Regions from separate parts of the Mus musculus genome. Here region 2 is linked to region 1. The links are chromatin contacts, called in public HiChIP or PLAC-seq maps. All regions are on one chromosome and are shown on one strand. Each heading gives the region's core, a stretch centred on a gene start, on an enhancer-like site or on the middle of the called end of the contact. The rest is flanking DNA. Distances are from core to core; before and after follow the strand shown.

What was found. HiChIP or PLAC-seq counts read pairs in DNA pulled down with a chosen protein or histone mark.
Region 2: a contact with region 1 is called in an H3K4me3 HiChIP or PLAC-seq map of bone marrow-derived macrophages, with 6 times the contacts expected there. The contact joins two enhancer-like sites. A contact is called at or near these places in 1 of 15 datasets of contacts at CTCF or cohesin (the NIH/3T3 cell line), 13 of 484 Hi-C or Micro-C datasets (DN3 thymocytes, adipose-derived mesenchymal stem cells, bone marrow-derived macrophages and 10 more) and 2 of 115 datasets of contacts at active chromatin or transcription factors (bone marrow-derived macrophages and embryonic stem cells).

What each region holds. Positions count from the first base shown.
Region 1 is chr5:63,905,382-63,909,254 of GRCm38.p6, forward strand. It overlaps Rell1 (RELT-like 1), which reads right to left. Exons shown (of 7, transcript NM_145923.4): 7 at 3,517-3,873. Among named protein-coding and RNA genes, the nearest start is that of Rell1, 62 kb to the right of the region's middle. Within about 2 kb of position 1,285, at least 19 of the 459 cell types and tissues checked have an H3K27ac peak or open chromatin away from gene starts, as enhancers often do. A contact at or near this core is called in bone marrow-derived macrophages and muscle stem cells, where this site is marked.
Region 2 is chr5:64,027,372-64,031,300 of GRCm38.p6, forward strand. No RefSeq gene overlaps it. Among named protein-coding and RNA genes, the nearest start is that of 5830416I19Rik, 16 kb to the right of the region's middle. Within about 2 kb of position 2,545, at least 126 of the 459 cell types and tissues checked have an H3K27ac peak or open chromatin away from gene starts, as enhancers often do. A contact at or near this core is called in bone marrow-derived macrophages and muscle stem cells, where this site is marked.

The DNA.
Region 1 (3,873 bases), core at 35-2,534:
TGCACACACAGGAGTTGACCCCACTTAGACTTTTAGGTCACATCACCCTTAAAGTGAGTAGCTCATATTAAGGTGACTCTTTCTTTTAGCGTTCCTTCTTCACAAGGTAATCATGTTGAGGGCCCGTGGGATCTTAAAGGGTCATTAGGCTGTGGAGGCTCCACTCTCAAGAACAAACTGTTTATTTCTCAAGTAACAGCATCAGGTCTCAAGACAGAATTAAGGAGTGAGTTGTGTCTTGTGGGGTTGCATTGGTTACCCTGAGAGCGGTTTTTCCTCTTCTCTGAGTCTTCCTTGGCCCGTCTCACAAACCCTCCTGCTACAGTGATGGTGCACCTGCCATTGTCCAGTGAACATCAAGGGCTTTATTAAATGTGGCTGCTAAGCTCAGACTTTTCAACCTCCCAAACTTGGGAGCAGTTAAGCCTTTTATCCTTTGAAACCATTCGACCCCAGGTATTTTGTTTATAGCCATACAAAACAGTGGCACCAATACCCACTAAAACAGCAGTGCCTTCTGGGAGTTTACGGGCAGGCTATGGCACGCATCACGATTTTGTGTGAATTTTCTACTCCTTAAAAAAGCACAAAGGGATCCCTACAGCAAGCTGGGTAGCTAGACTAATTAAATCAGTGGTGCCTGGGTTTAGTTAGAGAACCCAATGAAGTAAAGAGAAATTTAAGACACTCAGTATTAACATATGCATGCCCACACACATGAGAATGTACAACACACAGGCATGTCACACACACACACACACACACACACACACACACACACACCACATCCACATGCAAAAGTAAACCAACAAGCAAATCCACTGTGCAAACGATGGCTCGGGAAAATGCTAAGCCTCAAAGAAGCCAAGAGCCTGGTTCCCAGCATACAGCGTGAGTGGCAGAGGTAAGGCTCAGCTCTACATCGAAGGTCAAGCTATCTCTCTGAGTCCCAATTGCTTAGTCACACCATTTCTATGACAGCATTTAGGGCCTGAGGTTCTCTCCACAGTCATTCCTGCCTTCATCTGTGTTCACAGGCACTGTCTGGCCTCAGACAGTGAGGAAGCGTTTGAAGGGAAAAACAAGATAGATTGACAGGGTCAGAAAAAAAATGATCAGGAAAAAAAAACCAAACTCGCTCCTTTACTCCCATTAGCTAGCTAGTGATATCCTTTATTTTTAAAGGTTTATTCATTCTGCCAACACATCACGGGGGCTCTGCACACCAGTACACACAAATGGCCGGATCATGCCCCACTGCAGTTCCTACATCCAACCAGAAGAGGGGGCCAAAGTGCTATCTCTGTGTAAGGTGGATGCTCAGCGTCAAACACTTGGCTACAAAGCTCCAAGTTGCGGGGACCCCATTTGTAAGTCCCCTAACCTTCACTTTTTCAACTGTAAGTTTTGGATAGCGCAAGGCTGGCCAGCAAGACAAACTTGAGAAGGAATTGCAGAAGTGTGCAAAACCATAAACAGTGCCCCACCCCCAAAACCATAGATCCTCCAGGAGCCCAGATACAGAGAGCACTGACCAGGGGATCCAGACTGGCCATGATTTGCCACATTCCCAACCCTGACAGTGCCTGTGAACACAGATGAAGGCGGGAATGACTGTGGAGAGAACCTCAGGCCCTAAATGTGCATGCCTGCATTGAAAACGTTCTTATATAGTAAGAGTGGTGTTTCCTACAAAGTTGAAAATAACATAAGGTTAAAATGAATGGAACAAGTACGGAGTCAGAGGTACCGTGTGGACTTGGACTCTTAGCACACAGAAACACAAAGATGTGTATACTATATGGATTACTATACAGAGGGCAGAGGCTGCGACACCCAGTATCAATGAGCACAGCTTGTGTCCTTATTTTAAAAAATACCATTCTCTAGCAAAATGACTTAGGGCTCCTTAGATTCGCAGTTGGTCCTAAGGATGGGATGTTGAGGTTTGGTCTGTTGCTATGAATTGTAATGCTAAGTGTGAGGGGAGCAAGACTTGGTTGTCCCAGAGAGTCCCCACATAGATTCAAGTTATTTCTGATTAGTGAATAAAGATGCCTACAGCCTATAGCTGGGCAAAATTGAGATAGGTGGGGGCTTAGTGTTCCCGGCAGCATTGGAGTTGGAGATGATCACAAGGGGAGAGAGAAAGGTGGAGAGGGGAGTAAGATGCCCTGGGTTAGGAGTCAAGAAAGCACAGCCCTGAGGGCTGGCCAACTGGAGTTAAGAGCAGCCCATGTGAAACAGTAATAACTCAGGGTTATCAACAGGAAATATATTTTAACAGCATAGAAGGTAGATATTTGCCCAGCTGTGCTGTTTAAGGCTTGTAAATATAAAGGTTCCCTGTGTCTTTTATCTAGGAAAAAAAAATGGTCAAAGTCAGGGTAGAAACCTCAAATTGAGATTAAATATTTTCTACAACACTGGGGCAAGGAACAAGAAAACAAGAAGAGCCTGGGGCACCGTCTGGGCCAGAACGTAGTAAGGGGCTAGAAATAGGCGAGACAGAGGAGCGTGGGGGAAGTGGGGAGAGAGAGCACCGTGCCAAAGGCATCAATCTGTAAGAGCTTTCATTACAGGCACTATCCTCGAGGGAATGGAGTTGTATGCCCTTGTCCTGCTCCCTCGCACCCAGAAAAAAAAAAAAAACCCACATTGATACTGAAATTTCAACACCTAGAATAGGCCTCGCGTGACCCTTCTGGGAGCTAGGATCTTTGCAAATGTAACCAAGTTAAGATGAGTTCTTATGATGGATTGCAGTGGGCCCCTAAGCCAGGGGGCAGATGGCCTTAAAAGGAGGAATAGGATACCCACAGAGAAGGATATCTCAAGACACAGATCTTCAATGATGCAGAACTTCAAACCAGGAAATGCTGAGAACTTTCTAACAAACACCTCCCTCAGAATACAGGGTGGACCTAACCCTGGAGAAACGTTGTTTCTAGCTCTGGCCTGAAATAGCTTTCTATATTGCATTAGTTGCCAAGCTCTTGGTAACTTGTTGATTGGAGTCCTGGGGAAGTCACCTCCAATGGATGGTAAAGCTAGCAGACGAAAAGGTAAACACAGGTAAGTTACTAGCCTCATCCCCGAGTATCTTCCCTCTTCATTACAGAGGCACAAATAGTAACTGTAACATACTGAAGCCTGCTAGACATGACAACCAAATGACTGACTGGAAATCACAAGATGACACATGTCAACTCCATGTCCCCTGACGTGCAGCATCCTTACCAAGGCAAAACTTCAAGTCTCTCCAATGAGAAAGTTCCCCAGCTCAAATGGAAGGACACTGTAGAGAGCCGAGCAGCTTACTACAGTGTTGTGATCAAGAGACTGGACTAGTGAGCAGTCTTCGGAGATGCAATAACTCAGGGCAAAGTGGGAATCCCCCTCCCCCTGAGTTCTAATTTGTTTATCAATCTTGGACGGATGCTGCTTTCTTAGTCATGATCATGTTCCTATGGTGATGTAAGATGTTGAACACTAAGATTAGCAGACTGAGGGGTACCCATAAACTCCACACTATATTTATTTCTCTATGTCCCAAATCATCCATGGGGCGGGGGCGGGGGAGGAGGTAGAGGTGCTATAAAAGGGGAAATCCAATCAGACCAGCCTAACGATTACTCAACAATCGAAGACTTAAGAAGCTGGTCCTGTAAGATGTCGCTCATTCAAGCACACTGGTTTAATGCTTTTATTTTTAACTCTGCTTTGGTAGTACAAAATTCATAAAAAGTACAAACCAGACAGTTAAAAATACATTTGACACTGGAAACCAAAAAATTTTCCTTTACAAAATGTTTTACATCAAGATGGCAACCGAGTGACTCTTTCCTTTACACCAAGAAGCGATCCATCATT
Region 2 (3,929 bases), core at 1,295-3,794, 120 kb after region 1:
GTGCTCTCCTGCAAAAGGTTCACCCCATCTGGGCTTGTTAACTGTTTATACCCCTCTTGGAGGAATGAGGATGGCCAGGAGACCTCACCCAAGTCTCCAGCTGCTCTCCACACCTGTTGCACACCACTCTGCCTTGACAACATGTGGACTGTGGGAGGGACTAGTGTATATAGGCCAGAAAAGACTACAAGAAGGTATTCCATGTTTGTGAGTATAAGAAAGCCCCCAATCACACTGGTAAGGGCTTTCCAGGTGATTCCTATTGGGGGAAGAACCACAAACCTCTTTAAGTAGTCCCTCGGCTATGCTCTGGAGGGAAGTCTAATAAACTCACTGATTTCCTAAAGTGAACTCTGGTGGGTTAGCCCTTCATTTGTCATTGGAACCTTACAAGGAAAGGACGGTGTTGTTTGTATCTGCCCCAGAAAAGAGTTTTAGTGATGCAAGGATTTCTCAAATGGCATGTGAAGATACAGACTGGGGATTGAGTGTCGAGCCAGCCCTTCAGCCCTGCCCCTGGTGGACTCACTCTGAGCACAGGACAGCGGGCTTGAGTAGCCTGGGTGAGGGCTGCTGACAAGCAGAGCACCGGAGCTCCTATTGCAAAAGCAAGATGCATGTGGTTTCCAACGCACTGTTTCTCCCCTTCTTCTTCCTTTTGGCTCTGAATTGTTTGTTCAAAACAGGCAGTTTGTTATCCATCCAATAGCCAGGCACCCACCTCATCCCTGACAACATTCACCAGTGGAGAGCTATCCATTGCAGAAAGTGGGCATTTATTCCTGTCATAGGTGATTAGCCATGTCTGCTCTAAATGAGGTCTATCCCTCCTGCAGCCTCTAGCTACATTCCAGAATAGCTATTCCACGAATGTTGCACAACACATTTTGACACTGCAGCATCATGTCTCCGTGACAAGAGGTTGGGTACTTTGGAACTTTTGATAGTGTTGGGTGAGAGGTATACATAGGAGCCTGTTCTAGCCAAAGAGATACCTACAGGGGAAAGTTGGATGGGGGGGGGGGTGGTTCTCTTCTTAAAGACATAGAACTCCAGAGAGATAAAGACGACACTGAGACTAGGTGGTCTGTGCTTGTTTCCATGTTAATAAAGCATCGATAAGATTCCTGTACATTTAGAACGACAGCAATTGACATAAACATACTGTTTCATGTTTATTGGAGGGGGAGGGGCAGAATTATTTGAGGACATGTGTGTTACTTTTTCTCACTGTGACCAAATACCTGAGAAGAAGCATGCAAGAGATGGAAAACTTACTTGAGCTTATGGTTTAGGGTATAAACCATGGAGGCAAAGAAAGGACAACAGCAGGTAGGTGGGCACATTTCAGCAATTGCCAAGAAGCAAAGAGAGACACATCCTGGTACTCAGCCCACTTTCTCCCTTCTATTCAACCAAGAACCTCAGTCCTTAGAATGGTGGTACCCACGTTTAAGGTGGATCCTCCCACCTCAATTAAACCAGTCTAGAAACGTCCTCACAGATGTTTGATCCTAGATGATCCTAGATCCCATCAAGTTAGCAATCAATGTTAACCATCACTGCATGTTAGACAAAGTAATGGCTTTCCAAGGCTGAGGTGTGGCTCAGTGATAAAGCCCATACTGTAGATGGATGAGACTCTGGATTTGATTCCCAGCACTGCAAGAATGAGGATGCGGGGGAAGGCACCTCTACATTGTTGACATTTCAATGCTAGCAGGTTAGATTAAAATTGTTAACTAGTTATTTCCCAACAGAACACTTGTTTTCTTAGACGATTTGGAGGTGCTCAGTGTACTCACAGGACTCTCTACATGTAGAATAGAGAGGTAGACAAGACAGAATGATCAATTTTGAGACACAGCCCTGACTGCCATTACTGACACTAAATCTGGAAAGGGACCATCAACTCTGGAGATGCAGTAGCTGCAGGGAAGCTGGAAGAGGCAGGCAAACCCTGCTAATACCTTAATTTTGCCCCAGTGAGACCTGTTTTGTATGTCTGGCTTGAGGATACTGTGTCATTGGAAGCCTCTGACTTATTGATAATTTGTCATAGCAGCAGCAGAGAGCTAATAGAGGGGCAAGAAGGGTGAGGTGACAGGGTCTTGTCCTGCACCCAGACATACTTCTTTGTTGGTACAGATGCCACCTGGCCCTCGGGAAGTTTAAAAGCTCCCTCATGTTCTCATGTGAGGTGAAATTCTGAAGCCATCATCCTTGAAGGAGATATAGTGCCCTAGTGGTGAGTGGTGTCGCCATAGTCAGTTTTCCTTTCTGAAGTAGCTGCTTGATCATTGGATGCCCCTGGCTTGCCCAGTTGAGTCACCTAGAAATCATCTAGAACACACCTACACTGGGCTACAGCCTCCTAACTACTGATCCTCTAGGTACGGGGTTGGGCTGGGACAGAAGTTGAAAGCTTCCTACATGGTTTTAGTGTTTGATCAGGGTGGAAAGCCCCTGTGTCAGGAAAACAGTGGAGGCCTCAGGAGGCTGTGTCGTTCTGAAAATTCAGATACCGTCACTAATGCAGAGCAAAGGAGGTTTGCAGAGCACAGCCTAATGCGGCCAGCTGTCCCCAACAGGAAATGTTTACACACGTTTACAGAACTTCTCTAACAACGTTGAGCAAGAGCCAGCTGTTTTTTTTTTTTTTGAAAGAACAGCTCAGGAACACTAGAACCTAGGACTCACAAGAAGAAAGATTTGAAAGCACTTCAGAAGAGTGGAATGTAAATGTAGACTTGAGGGGCTAGGTGGGAATACTGTTCTTAAGGGCTAACCATTCACAGAGGTCACAATGGCATGTGCTTAGTGGGACATTCTCCACAGATTTTTTATTGCAAAGGGGGTGGTGTTAGCATTTCTTTTTATCGCATTCTTATTTTTTATTATCGAGTGTCCCTGTGTGCAGATAGGGAAGGATGCTCATGCCAGGGCATTTGTGTGGTTAGAGGACAACTCTGTTAAATCTGTTCCTGCCTTTCACCTCCTCATGGGTTCTGGGGATCAAACTGAAGCCACTAGGCATGCCAAGCAAGTGCCTTTAGGGCTGAGCCAACCCACTCGTCCTATAAATAGAATTTTGATGGGAACTTCTGGTAGTTGCTACCTTAATCTACTGATCACATTCAGTGTTAGTCACAGTGGAACACCCTGCCCTTATGTGAGTCCTGATAAGATCCAATGTGAAGTTGACAAATTCACCAGTGAAATGTTCTTTCTCAGATCTCCAGACTTAACTTCCAAGAGAAGAGAAATTACCTGGACAGAGGAGCAAGATAGTGGAACCATGAGAGAACAATCAGGTGAGTCACAGCTGGCATGGTCTCTTCAAAGAGATACTACTGCTCTTAATTTCAGCATAAAAATGAAGATGCATAACCAGATATGATCGCTTAGTGGGATCCTAGCTTGGCTTTTATATAGAAGGAAAGAAGAAAAGAAATGCCTGTCTGTTGGGAGCCGCCCCCACATTCGCCGTCACAAGATGGCGCTGACATCCTGTGTTCTAAGTGGTAAACAAATAATCTGCGCATGAGCCAAGGGTATTTTATGACTACTTGTACTCTACCTTTCCCGTGAACGTCAGCTCGGCCATGGGCTGCAGCCAATCAGGGAGTGATGCGTCCTAGGCGAAATATAACTCTCCTAAAGAGGGAAGGGGTTTCCGCCATTCTCTCTCGCTGGCATCTCTCTGGCTCTGCGCGCCCTGCGCTCGCTCGCTGCCTAAAGATGTAAACAATAGAACACGCTCTGCGCTTTGGCGCGCCGGAGCTCTGGCTCCTAAAAATATTGAAGGGGCTTTCGTTTTTGGGGCTGGGCGCTGGGCGCTTGCCCTCCTGGCTCCCAAAGATGTAAGCAATAAAGTTTTGCCGCAGAAGATTCTGGTCTGTTGCGTCTTTCCTGGCCGGGCGTGAGAA